Linked DNA regions of Mus musculus: region 1 is linked to region 2. Evidence: chromatin contacts called from public Hi-C data. All regions are on one chromosome and are shown on one strand. The core of a region is the stretch at or near the end of the contact, and the rest is flanking DNA. Distances in the headings are between cores, read along the strand shown. Region 1 has its middle 64 kb from the start of Gm41499. Region 2 holds the start of Clic6 (chloride intracellular channel 6).

Region 1 (5,609 bases), core at 1,970-4,469, 520 kb after region 2:
AAAGAGAGGAACAGGAGTGCTTTGAATGCACAGCTCATTACCAAGGCTTCTCCGTCTAAGTCAGGGGGTTCCTTTCTTCAGAGAGAAAGCTGGATGAGGAACGGGATCACCGATCACTTTATTACTGCGGTTCCATAGCAACGACGGCATAAAGTTTGACTCATCTGTGGAAGCTTCTAAAAAAAATGAAGGTGCCTACTTTGTGTGAGTTTTGTGCCTTTGTATGAATTATTCTTTGGGAAAATCTGGGAAAACGGACAGCAGGGTACTTGAGGTCTCGGGGGCACACTGTGTGCTCCACCATCCCAAACATAGCGCCTGTGGCCTCTGACTACATTACAGGCAGAGAGTTTATGTTCTAGGGGGGACCACACGTTGATGATGCAATGCTTACGTCAGACGGAACCACTGGTGGTGTGGATTGACATGCTGCAAACTTAGAGCCACTGTCTGCAAAGTGGACGGAGTCTCCTCTTTACCTAAGGTGAAGGTCTGTGATCTTTATAAACGTTACTGCCACAGATCAGACATCTTTCCTCTGAGTGGTCACCAGAACACTGCGTTAGGAAGAATCCCTTATGTTTAATTTAAACTCAGTTTGCCATTTGACTCTGTCTGCAGTGCTAGGATACAGAGTGGGTTTTGTTCCAGTCGTGAGTACGCTGTGAGTTTAAAACCTGAACTCTGGCAGGAACTCCTCAGTAACTCAGAGGGCAGATTTGACTGACACTGCAAGGCAGCCCTCAGCCTGTGAACTTTCAAAGGAAATATCAGAGGACTCACCTGCCCACACGTTTAAACCCTTGCCAGGGTGTGGGTATGAGGAAAGGGGGAGGGCTCCTGCAGCACGTGCTAAACCAGGCCTGGGATCACACGGTCAGCCCTCACCAGTACCCACCAAAACCACCACCAATAAACACCATGATGATCCTTCCTCCCTCAGGCAGAGAGCACTTTGATTTTCAATAGGATTAACTCCAAGCTCTCCAACACTTAGGTGCCAATAAAATAAAGCAGTGTGGCACACAACCACGAGGCCCTCATCACTCGCATCTCAGCAGCGAGCAGGAGCAGCGAGGGCTGAATGGCTAAGAAGGGAGATCTAGCAATTGGCCCGCAATCACCTCACAAGTCAGTGGCAGGGCTGTGTCGGAAATTGGACTGTCTTCCAAACGTTGGTCCAGACCCCAAGGCAGCTGTAGGGTGGATTCCATGTCTACTCTCCTCTATCAAGCCTTCGTTTGGTCTGTTTCTGCTGAGGACCCTTTGAGGGTGTGGGTTTGCAGAAGATGTGCCACACAGATACAGTGAGTTAAAGCCCCTCAGCCAGCAAGGCCTGTGGGACTAAGCCCCTGCGTGCCTCTCATCTAGGAGCCCCTGGAAATCCTAAGAAGTCCATGGCACACCATTTCTTGTCTTTATGCCCCACACTAACTTCTTCATGTTTGCTGTCTGATTGTGTGTTCCTGTTTTATGTTCATTTAGACAAGTGGCAATTTCTCTTTCCCTCCCTCCCTCCCTCCCTCCCTCCCTCCCTCCCTCCCTCCCTCCCTCCCTCCCTTCCTTCCTTCCTTCCTTCTTTCCCTCCTTCCACCTCTCTCCTTTCCTCCCTCCTCCTCCCTCCCTTCTTCCTACTCTTTGTATCTCTTTTCTTCCCTCCCTCTCTCCCTTCCTCTTTCCTTCTCTCCCTCCCTCTTTCTCTTCCCTTTTCTCTCTCTCTTTTCTTCTTTTTTGTGCATTTCACTTCTCTGTTTTCCCTATACTGTTACTTCGATTTAAACACCCCAGATGTCGTACTCACTCTATGATAGGCGGTAATGTTGCTTGTGTGCTAGCAGCAGAGGCTGTGGAAAGCATAAGACCAGACCCCCTTTCACCTGACACCCACTCTGTGCTCTGTGAGTTTTACCATCTTCGCCCCTGAACATCTATACACTGAAGATGCCCCCAGTTCCAAACTGTCACTCACAAGAGCTAATCTTCCCACTGAAGCAGCAGAAGCCTTAGCACAAGGACTCCCAGGCCTCCACGGGACTCTCTGCTTCCCCTTCTTCTGACTCTCAGATGCACTGGGGCATTGGTGGCTGGGTTAATGAACCCATCCATTACACCGCCACAGTGGAAGGAGAATTTACCTCACTGTGTCTACAGCTGGGGCACAGCCAGCATATCTATAACCAGAAGGCAGCTGATTCAAGAGAACCTGCAGTAGAATGGTCATTTCTTACCATCAGGGGTGCCTGCCATACAATACTCAGTCAGGTACTTTCCAGATGCAAATGAAGACCGGCTGTCCTGATTGGATGGTGTTGGGTGGGTCCTGGGTGGAGGCTGGGTTCACAGGACACAGCTTTGCTGTATCAGGTCACAGTCAATTCCTGTTACACATCCTCAGTTCAGTTGGGGGGCGGGGGGAGAGGGAACGAGTAGACCCACAGTTCCCTGCTTGGGGACACTTTCTGGACCAGGGTTCGATAGGCAAACTCTTTCTTCCTGGATTTTCCATTATTGGCTCCCATCCAGTGTGGCCACAGCTTAGAGAAATAACATTTGGATTTAAGGGCATGTTTTTGGTTGATTAGACACACAGACACACAAAAACAAATAGATGCTTTCACATACATAAACATATAGATGTGCAAGCTCACACACACAGGGAGGGAGAGGTGTGTGGGGGTATCTAGGCTACTTTTGTGTTTCGTTTCTCTGTACCCTACCTAGTATTTTGAGGGATGATAGGCCTAACTGAAAGCCCCAACTTAGGTGTTCACACCCTCTAAACTCCCCAAACCAGTTGTGCATTACCAAGAGTTTGGCATCCAAATATTTCCTCGGTTGTTTTGTCTAAGCCACACCCACAAAACAAACGCAAAAGTGCACTCTACCCTGGTGGGCAAACAACTCTGCCCGAGTCTCTCCGAGGCCAGGCACACATTTTGCCCCAAGCTGTTTTGTTGCTTTGTGCGAATGGTAAGCACTCAGCTGCTTTTTTACACCTTATTTTAACGCCTTATTATTTCAAAGCGATCTCTGGTCTTATTGACAATAATTACTGTTAACTCCCCCGTGGAGTTCAAAGGCTCCATGATTATGAAACCTCTTCTAAGGACGAGCCGATTAATCCAGCTTGTTATTAAATTAGAACTGTATTCTTGACCTGTTTTCACGAAGGTTTTATTATTGCTTCCCTAATAAGCTTAACTATCACCTTGAAATCACATTACTATCTGTGTAATCTCTATTATCGGTGCTAGAAGGCTACAGGATCGCTAAGTATCGGATGGGTGTTGAAGGTCTCTGTTGAGATGGCTATAAATTAATTATCAGCAACTCTCCAGCCCCCTCAAGTCCACCCTTCTAACATCCACCCCCAGCCTTCACACCTGGACTCTTTGGTTCAACCACATGACTTTATACTTTGATGTCTGAATGGATGCTTATTAGACTCTTTCACCAAGTGATCTGAGGCTGACCTCTTCCACCTACCCTCCTCTGCCCTCCAGATCTCCAGGACCCCTTGTTTACCCTGTGGCAGGGGTGGTCTCACCTACACCCATGGCCTCTTTCACCTGACTCAGCCACTAGGATGTGCCACGTGGTGCGGGACTGGTAAGCATCTATGCTGATCTCGGCGGCCTGGCTCCTCAGCTGGCCTGCAAACCTCCAGGATATACTTGGTTTTGCAGAGGGGCTCACTGGGGCTGGCGTCTAAAGAGCCGACGGGTGCTCCACAGTTCCAGGTCTTCTCTGTCCCTGTAATTCTCTTCGTTACTCACTCACCTCCTGGCCTCGGTTTCTCATTTGTAACCTAGAGCTCCTGCCTTTCCCAGCTTCTTTACTGATGTCCGTAGGGAGCAGAGATCCTATCCTGGCACAGAGCCTGGAAGCCCTCATCCTCAAACCCAATCCATCAGTGATTTACTTCAGCTCCTTCCCACCCCTCCTCGATAGAATGTATCTTGGAAGACTCCTTTCTGGGTGAGAGGATGCTCTCACCTGCTCCTCGGGTGGTAGCAGCTTCCTGATTCTTCTGTCTGACCCTATCCGTGACTGGTGGGTGCGCCATCCCCGGCAGTGTTTTCTGAGTGACCTTTTAAAGGCAATGTCAGAGCAGGGTGTAAGTGTGCTCTTCACTCTACAGTCTTGATTGCAAGGCAGAGCAATCCTCCAGTCCTGCGCACGCCTTTTCTCTCCCTCCGCTCTCCTCTTTCTATCTCTGTACCCCCCAACCCCACCCCAGCTAACTCGCTCTTGCTTCAGGCATACCTAGACTTTGCTGACATGCGGGCACTGAAGATTCCTTGTCAGTGGCTTGGCATTCTCAGGTAGCCACCTGGGTCCTTCTGTCATGACTGTGACCCTCGGTTTCTTGTTTTGTCAGAGGGGACTTCAGGAAGGCCAGATCATACGTAGCACAGGCAGCCTCTCTGTTCCTTTACCGTGATGTACCCCTCTTCTGTTGATGATAGGGAATCACTTAGCACATTGCCCATGAGCTTAGTGTGTCCTTCCTCAGCCTCATGACCTTCACGAGTGCAGGCACTCTCTCTTGTTTACTGCTCTCTGACCCTTGAGTAGCACTGGAGCATAGTAGGCACACAAGTATCCACTAAAGCAGTGAGTGAGTGTATGAATGAATGAGTGAATGAGTGAATGAATGAATGAATGAATGAATGCAGAGACTCGGAGGTGTCTGTTTGAAACCCCAACACTTTAACCAATGGCTCACTATCTCAGTCATTGTTTGAGATCCACTGGAAGATTTTTAGAGTCCCAACATCCATTTCACACCCTAGAAATTTTTTTTTGAAAGATCAGAATCTCTTGGAGTCAAGCCCAGGTATTAGCACTTCTAAAAAGCACCCTAGATGTTTCCAAGTGAATAACCAAGGTTGAAAAGCAGTGGTCCCCAGTGTATAAGAGAGTATTTTGTTTTTCCAGCTAACACCTCCCTGGCTAAGTGCCTCATACACTGTGGCTGTCTTGAACAGTTGATTTCGGAAATGGCCACTTTGAATGCATAGATAGTTAATGTTTGCAGGAAAACCTCTGGGCTCTTGCACTTGGGCGCACGCACATAGAGCTAACTCTACCTTGTAGGAGTAGAAATACAAGCACTTGCGTGTCTACTATCTCAGGCTCCTGGAGACACTCCCACCCCGTACTCATGCCATTGTGGCAATGTGGTAAACCTATTTCTTTTTTCTTGCAAGTTTTCTTGCCCCAAACTCCCCACAGATTGGATGAGAGGCATTTCCCACTTCAGGAGAAGGCAGACATTGCCTAAACACAAAGATGGCTTTAAAGTTTAGCTTTGAAGCACAGACTAAATTTGTCAGTGAGATGGTTAGAGGGGTGGGGTAAACTTGCAAGAAGAAAAGAATTTGCTAGATACTCAAACTTACTTTTTTTTTTTTTTGGTGAGAGACTGTCTTTTATTTATTTTTTTTCTTTTTTTCCCCATTTTTTATTAGGTATTTAGCTCATTTACATTTCCAATGCTATACCAAAAGTCCCCCATACCCACCCCACCCCACTCCCCTACCCACCCACTCCCCCTTTTTGGCCCTGGCGTTCTCCTGTACTGGGGCATATAAAGTTTGCAAGTC
Region 2 (6,190 bases), core at 562-3,061:
AGGTAGGCAGGCAGGCAGGCACCCATACATTCATGTACAGTTTCTCTCTCTCTCTCTCTCTCTCTCTCTCTCTCTCTCTCTCTCTCTTTTTCTCTCTCTCTCTCAATACACCCCCAAAGTCCACACATGGACTTTTCAGGGACACGTTCAAACCACAGCTTTAGTTATCCATCAGGGATGAGCAATGGGGATACAAAGGAAGAATTCAACATGCATCCCTCTCTTGTCAAGATAACAGGATCCTCTGTGGGTGTGGTGGCTAAAAGCAGTAAGAGCCTGAGAAGTCAAACTGAAATCCCCACGGCTCCATCATTCTTAGGCAACGCCTTCCCGGGTGCTTGCTCAGCATCCTTGGAGGTCTTGAGTTCAGTCTCCAGCATTTTATCGAGACGTGACGAGGTGATGTAATCTCAGCAAAGGCAGGGTCAAAGTTCAAGATCATCCTGTGTTATATTGTATGCTCTGGGCCAGCCTGGGCTACATGAGACTTCGCCTCAAACAAAACAAAAACAAAACAAAACAAAACAAAACACCCAACCAATTTAAATTATGTTGAGATATTATCTGTCTATGAAAAAAATTCAAATCTTTTATTGTGAAAGGATGTTGAATGTTATCAAGTGCCTTGTCTGTACCTACTGAGATGAACACATTTTGTTTCAAAAAAAAGATTTATTTATTTTTTAATCATCTGTATATATGTTATTCTTGCAGGGGTTTGTGCATGTGAGTGCAGGTGCCATTTGAAGCCAGAAGAGGGCGTTGGATCCTCAGAACTGGAGGAAGTTGTGAGCTACCTGATGTGGGTGCAGTACACACTCTTAATTCCAGAACCATTTCTCCAGCCTGCATGTGATTTTTAAAGTCATACATTCTGTTGTTTTGACGCATTGCGCCTATAGATTTGCATGTGTTGAGCCACCACTGCAACCTCCAACCTCCAACTTGATAGCCGTGGATGATCTTTTTGATATGCTGTTGTATTCAAACCCTTGGTGTTTTGTTAATAATGTTTGCATCTATACTCATCAGCAATATTGGTCTAGAGTTGGTGTGTCCTTTGATAAGGGGGAAATGCTGGCCTCACAGTTTGGGGTGGGAGGTCCTCTCTCTATCAATTCAGTGGAATAGTTTTGAAAACTTCTCTGAAAGAAGTTTTTGACGGGTGATAGTGGGGGACTCCTGGCCCAGTTAATTCTATAACTTCCTTTTTTCCCATCCCGAATTTTCTTCCCCCACCTTCAACCCCCAACGCCCTAACCACGATATTGAGACCCAAGCACTGGACATGAGTAAGGAAATCTGAGTCCGAGGGATGCACAGATTCTTAGGGTCTTCAGGGGCTGGAGAAGGAGAGGTATCCGTCTGGTTCTCCTCCCCTCCCCCCACCACCTCAACAAGCACGCCAGGCTATTGTCCCTTCCATCTTTAGGTTCCTGGAACTCACAGAAATGGGAGGGCAGCCATTCCTCCCTTTGGGGTTAATACCTTTTCTGTGGAACCTGAGGCAGGGATGGGATGGGTCTATTCCACTCAGCATCAGAGTCGCCTTCATGGTGAAGTGAGGTAAGGTGGGAATCCAATACTGAAGTATGTGACCGTGATTTAAATGGCTCTGAAACTTGAAGCTGTTCCAGAAAACGCTAAAGTGGCCAGTAAAATCAGTCTTTTCATTAAAATCCACAAAAGCCGCAGAAAGGCTGTCATTGGCTAGCTTCCCAGGCCACCCAAAGTGGCTAGGAGGTGGGGAAGACAAACCCCGCCCAAGCCCTAAGAGGGGAGAACTGGCTCTGAGAATTTCTGGTCAACCCTTGAGACCGCAGGGAACCAGCCCATCTCTTCCAAAGACTTCAAGAGGCAAGCTGAGTTCTTTAGCCCCACACCCTGGCCTGCACAGAAGGATTGGGGTCCGGGCGCGAATTTAGGAGAAACAGGAACTCTTGAGGAAGAACCCAAAGACCTTAAGACAGGGAAAAGGGACATAGAGTCTTGGGGCCCTCTAGATTTTGCATCAAGCGAAACCTTCGCTTCTAGAACCGCGAGTGGGGTGTCCTCCCGGAGGGGGCACGTCAGCCCCTGCCCCTCACCCTGAGCAGCGTCGAGGAAGGGTGTTTTACCATGGCTGAGGCCACGGAGCCCAAGGAGGTCGCTCCAGGTTCCCAGGGGCAACCCGAAGGTGCGACAATCGAGGGACCAGGAGAGCCAGGAGCTGCGGACCTGGAGGGGCGGGAAGCGAGCGAGGAAGCTGCAGAGGCACCTAGGGACCTGGGGGCGGGCGTAGAGGCCAGGGCCTCGGGGAAGGAGGAAGGAGGCTGTGGGCAGGACGAGGGAACTGGGGGAGCGCAGGCGCAGGACCCGCGCACCGGCCCTGAGGCCGAGACGCCGGGCGCCAGCGGAGCTCCAGGTGAAGCGGAGGCTGCGGAGCGCGACCCCGAGGGCGCGATCCCGCAGGGAGCGGAGGAGGCGCCAAGCGCCCAGCAGGTGCAGGGGATGAGCTCTGGGTTAGACTCTCAGGGTGAGGCCCCCGAGGTCCCTGGGGACTCTCGCCGGGAGCCCGAGGACCCCACGGCCTCAGAGGCAGGGGAAGAGGCAGAATCTGGTCAGGAAGCGCAGGGAGGCGGCGCGCTAGGGTTGCAGATCAACCCAGAAGTCCAGGGACTTGCAGGGGACAACATGGACACAGAGGCACCCGCAGGAGGGCCACTTGGGTCGGAGAGTGAGCCCCAGGGTGGAGGGGAAAGCAGCCCTCAGCCCCAGGATGAGGCGATTGAGATTGTAACCACAGAGATCGGAGGGAACGAGTCCGGGGAGCTGGCGGGCGCTTCGGCCGCAGACGCCGCGGGGGAAGGGGAGACCCTGGGGAAAGACGGGTCCGAGGAAGCAGCTTCCGAGGATGCGAGAGTAGATGCTCATGAGAATGGGGACCAGGGCAAGCTCCAGGAGGAGACCGGGGAGGAAGAAGCGAGGCCAGAACCCGAGTTGAAGGGACCCTGCGAGGGGGCCATCCAAGAGAAGCCCCCCGACGGCAGCCTTGATGGAGAGGAGGCCAAATCCACCGAACACGAGGAGGAATCCCAGGCAGAGCTCAGCAACCACTTAGCTGAGGAGCCCAGCGTCCAGGGTGGAGAAGAGTTGGGGCGAGTGAACGGCCGCAGGGAGAATGGCCCAGCATTGGAGGAGGGGGATCCGGGACAGGAGCACGACATCACCCTCTTCGTCAAGGTAAATCTTGCGCCCCCAGGGCCTACCCACAGAACCAAAACCGTACTCAAGTGCTTCAATCAGTCAGAAGGAACAGCTAGGGTTTCAGGAGAGTCAGGGCTGTGAATGAGGGTTAGTGGTTTGCCTAACTCGTATGAGGGGCCATCCCCAGCATCTCAAGAGTCAGTAGCATGAACCATGTAAGGTTTGGAAGTCAGGGGTGTGTGTGTGTGTGTGTGTGTGTGGTTGGTGACACTCCACTATCCCTTGTCCTGAACATCCTAACTGGCCCTTCTATTCCTAAGAATTAGGAAGAAAACAAAAAAAGTGACCAGCCTTATTAGTATTCAAAAGGTTTCAGCTAAAGAAGGCTTTAATCCTTGGAGTGAAAAAATGTGAACAGGTAGGTTCAACATGAGAATTCCCAGACTTAACTCCCAGAGGCCCAGAGCTGCCCAGCATTTTCAGGTGAAAAAACAAAACAAAACAAAACAAAACAAAACCTCGTCCAGGGGACACTGGGAAGTCTCCTATACACTGTCTTGTTTATTGAACATTTTAAGGTTTACTTTGGCAGATTTCAGGATGCAGGAGACTTGGACATCGTTTGTCTGAGTAATATGTTTCTGGTCTCCCTTTCCGTCAGGAAGAAAGCCATGATTTCATTTTTGAAAGAGTCTGTAGACACATAAGGAGGAAGTTTTGAGTGTAAACAGGCATTTTTACAAGGCTTCCAAAAAAAAAAAAAAAAAGTGGACAAAGTCCAGCAGTGGCTCACACCAAGAGCTTTGTTTAAAAGAAAAAAGTTTTTCCTGGGGACCTTTGGTCAGACCCCAGGAAGCTAGAGATAATAGGGTGAAGAATGTGTTACATGTCGAATGAACCCTAATCCTTCAGAAATCCCTTCACGTTTACAGACGGTCTAAACCCCTTTGGCTGAGATTTTAATAAGTAAAAAGAAAAATGTTCCCAGGAGATTAACACCAGGACCTAACCAAGTGTCTGAGATGGCTGAGATCTCCCCTTGCTTCTAAACAGTGAGATGGCTCCTTGCACACTAGCTCTATTTTAAAGACCGTAGGAGAGGGCGAAAACGGTGGAGTCCAACATGTTGGCACAGCCCTTCACTAGTCCTGTGGAGACTGGCGTGCAGGAGCAGGGTGGCTCCAGTCTGTTCCCTTAGGAGGACATTTTGCATGGTTCTGGTCACGTGGCTGTGTGATGATCCCGGCCAACCTGCTTGGCCTGCAGTTATGGAGGGAACTGCTCCTCTGCATCATTACCTGACCCCCCACTACTCTCTTTATCGCAGAGTTGCAAGGAAATCCAACCTCCCGGCCCAGGCACAAGTCCTTCAGGACTCAGTTCTTTGCCTCCTTTCTTCTCTCTCTGGCCTTCCCTTAGCATTGTGGGGTCCCCGGGTCACCAATGGCACTGCAGTGGCGGCTGTAGGAAGGTACTGTGTACCAGGGGAGAGCCATACTCCTGATTCTCCCAGCCTTGAAGGCGTGCACCCACTTTACCCTCTGTTGGAGTGAGTCTCCTGCACCATTGCCCTGACCATGCCTCCACCTGTCAGCAGCATGCAGGAGTCCCTGAGGACTTCACCTGTGTTTGCCTCCTCCCTGGGCAGATTAAATGTATCATTAGGTCCCTAGTGCAGACTGCAGGTGTGGAAACGATGAGGCTTTGAATGAGACACTGGCCAGTGGATCTGGAGCAAATTCTGGCTTGGTCACCATCTCCGTACTAGTTGGTTCCTTTCACAATAACGTAGCTCCCTCCCCTAGAGGTTATTATGAAGTCTCAGGAATAGGTCATGCTAAGCCCTTGGAATTGTTCCTGGCTCAGCATTAGCAGTGCCAGGGGGTGTTCCCCTGCCTCTGCTCCCTCCCCCCAGCTTCTGTGATGTGGTACAAGGAGTTCTCCCTCATTCTAATCCTGCCATTTTTTAAAGGGAACCTCTCTCTAGGTGTTGAACTATCTTCAATTTATGGGGATGAGAGTGTTATGAAACCTCAAGCAACTATCATTGCGACTATTGTTCCAAGGTGGTTGGTTAGGGCAAAGGTCGGAGTGGCTGGGAGTGAAGCTTGCGCACAGTGGATGTACATGGGACATGGGTTGGATGAGTCGTGACTCTCTGCTTGACACCTCCTCTCCTTTAAGAAAACAAGCAGATCTCCCAACAGTGAGGTTGGGTAGCCTCTTAGGGCCATTTAAAAGACCTGCCTCACTTCCATAAGGCTCTTGGTTTCTGCTGATCCACCTCTCTGAAAAACAAAGAAGAAACAATGAAACCCAAAGCAATAAAGAAACAAAAAGAAAACAAGAAACCTTTGTACCAGCAGGTCTTCCGGAGTCACAGAGTTGTAACGTTGTATTGGTAAATCCTAAAGTTAGGCCAGAATCACATTTTGTTACCAGTTCAACCGTGTCTGGGCTCTTCTGGGGCCTCCTTGCAGGTGGACTTCCTAGCCCACAGTGACTCACTGACCAGCTTTGTTGTGAGTTCAGGCGCATGCTCATGGTGGATTTCCTGGGACCTAGATGACCTGTTGACTCCCCAGAATTGTTAATTAAAGTCTTTCTTCCAGACACTGCACTTTGCCTGTGTTCTGTCCATGACCTTTCCGCCTTTACTACTTTTCTTATTTTTAACAAAGAAATAAATTGGTTATAATATTGTATATATTATTTCATATAAATCTATTTAACTATTACTCATTATAACATGCACTAGAAAGTTGTCTACCCAATGATATGGACTAATAATATCACTATTAAGTCATTACTAAGTCAGCTTATGATTTTGACCATCTGGTAGATTGCCTCACTCATCGTTATGAGAGCTATCATGTTACTAACTTGTCATTTGTTTGATTCAATGAATATACAAGGATGTGTTTTTTGTAAAGGAGCTATAGCCATATGCAGCAGCAGGCCAAGGAAGACTCCCTGGGGTTTTGTGTGTCAATCAGTCAGAAGG

Evidence for each region. Hi-C and Micro-C count contacts between places; a contact is called where the count stands out from the background.
Region 1: a Hi-C map of rod photoreceptor shows a contact between it and region 2, with 3 times the contacts expected there. The contact joins the enhancer-like site here to the promoter of Clic6 in region 2. A contact is called at or near these places in 2 of 39 promoter capture datasets (hematopoietic stem and progenitor cells and neutrophils), 1 of 484 Hi-C or Micro-C datasets (rod photoreceptor), 1 of 115 datasets of contacts at active chromatin or transcription factors (embryonic stem cells) and 1 of 9 other capture datasets (adipose tissue).

Annotation. Positions count from the first base shown.
Region 1 is chr16:93,018,147-93,023,755 of GRCm38.p6, forward strand. No RefSeq gene overlaps it. Among named protein-coding and RNA genes, the nearest start is that of Gm41499, 64 kb to the left of the region's middle. Within about 2 kb of position 3,220, at least 20 of the 459 cell types and tissues checked have an H3K27ac peak or open chromatin away from gene starts, as enhancers often do. A contact at or near this core is called in rod photoreceptor, where this site is marked.
Region 2 is chr16:92,496,336-92,502,525 of GRCm38.p6, forward strand. Clic6 (chloride intracellular channel 6) reads left to right here and starts at 1,812. Exons shown (of 6, transcript NM_172469.3): 1 at 1,812-3,222. The coding sequence starts at 2,119. It overlaps 2410124H12Rik (RIKEN cDNA 2410124H12 gene), which reads left to right. Exons shown (of 3, transcript NR_165041.1): 3 at 715-1,035.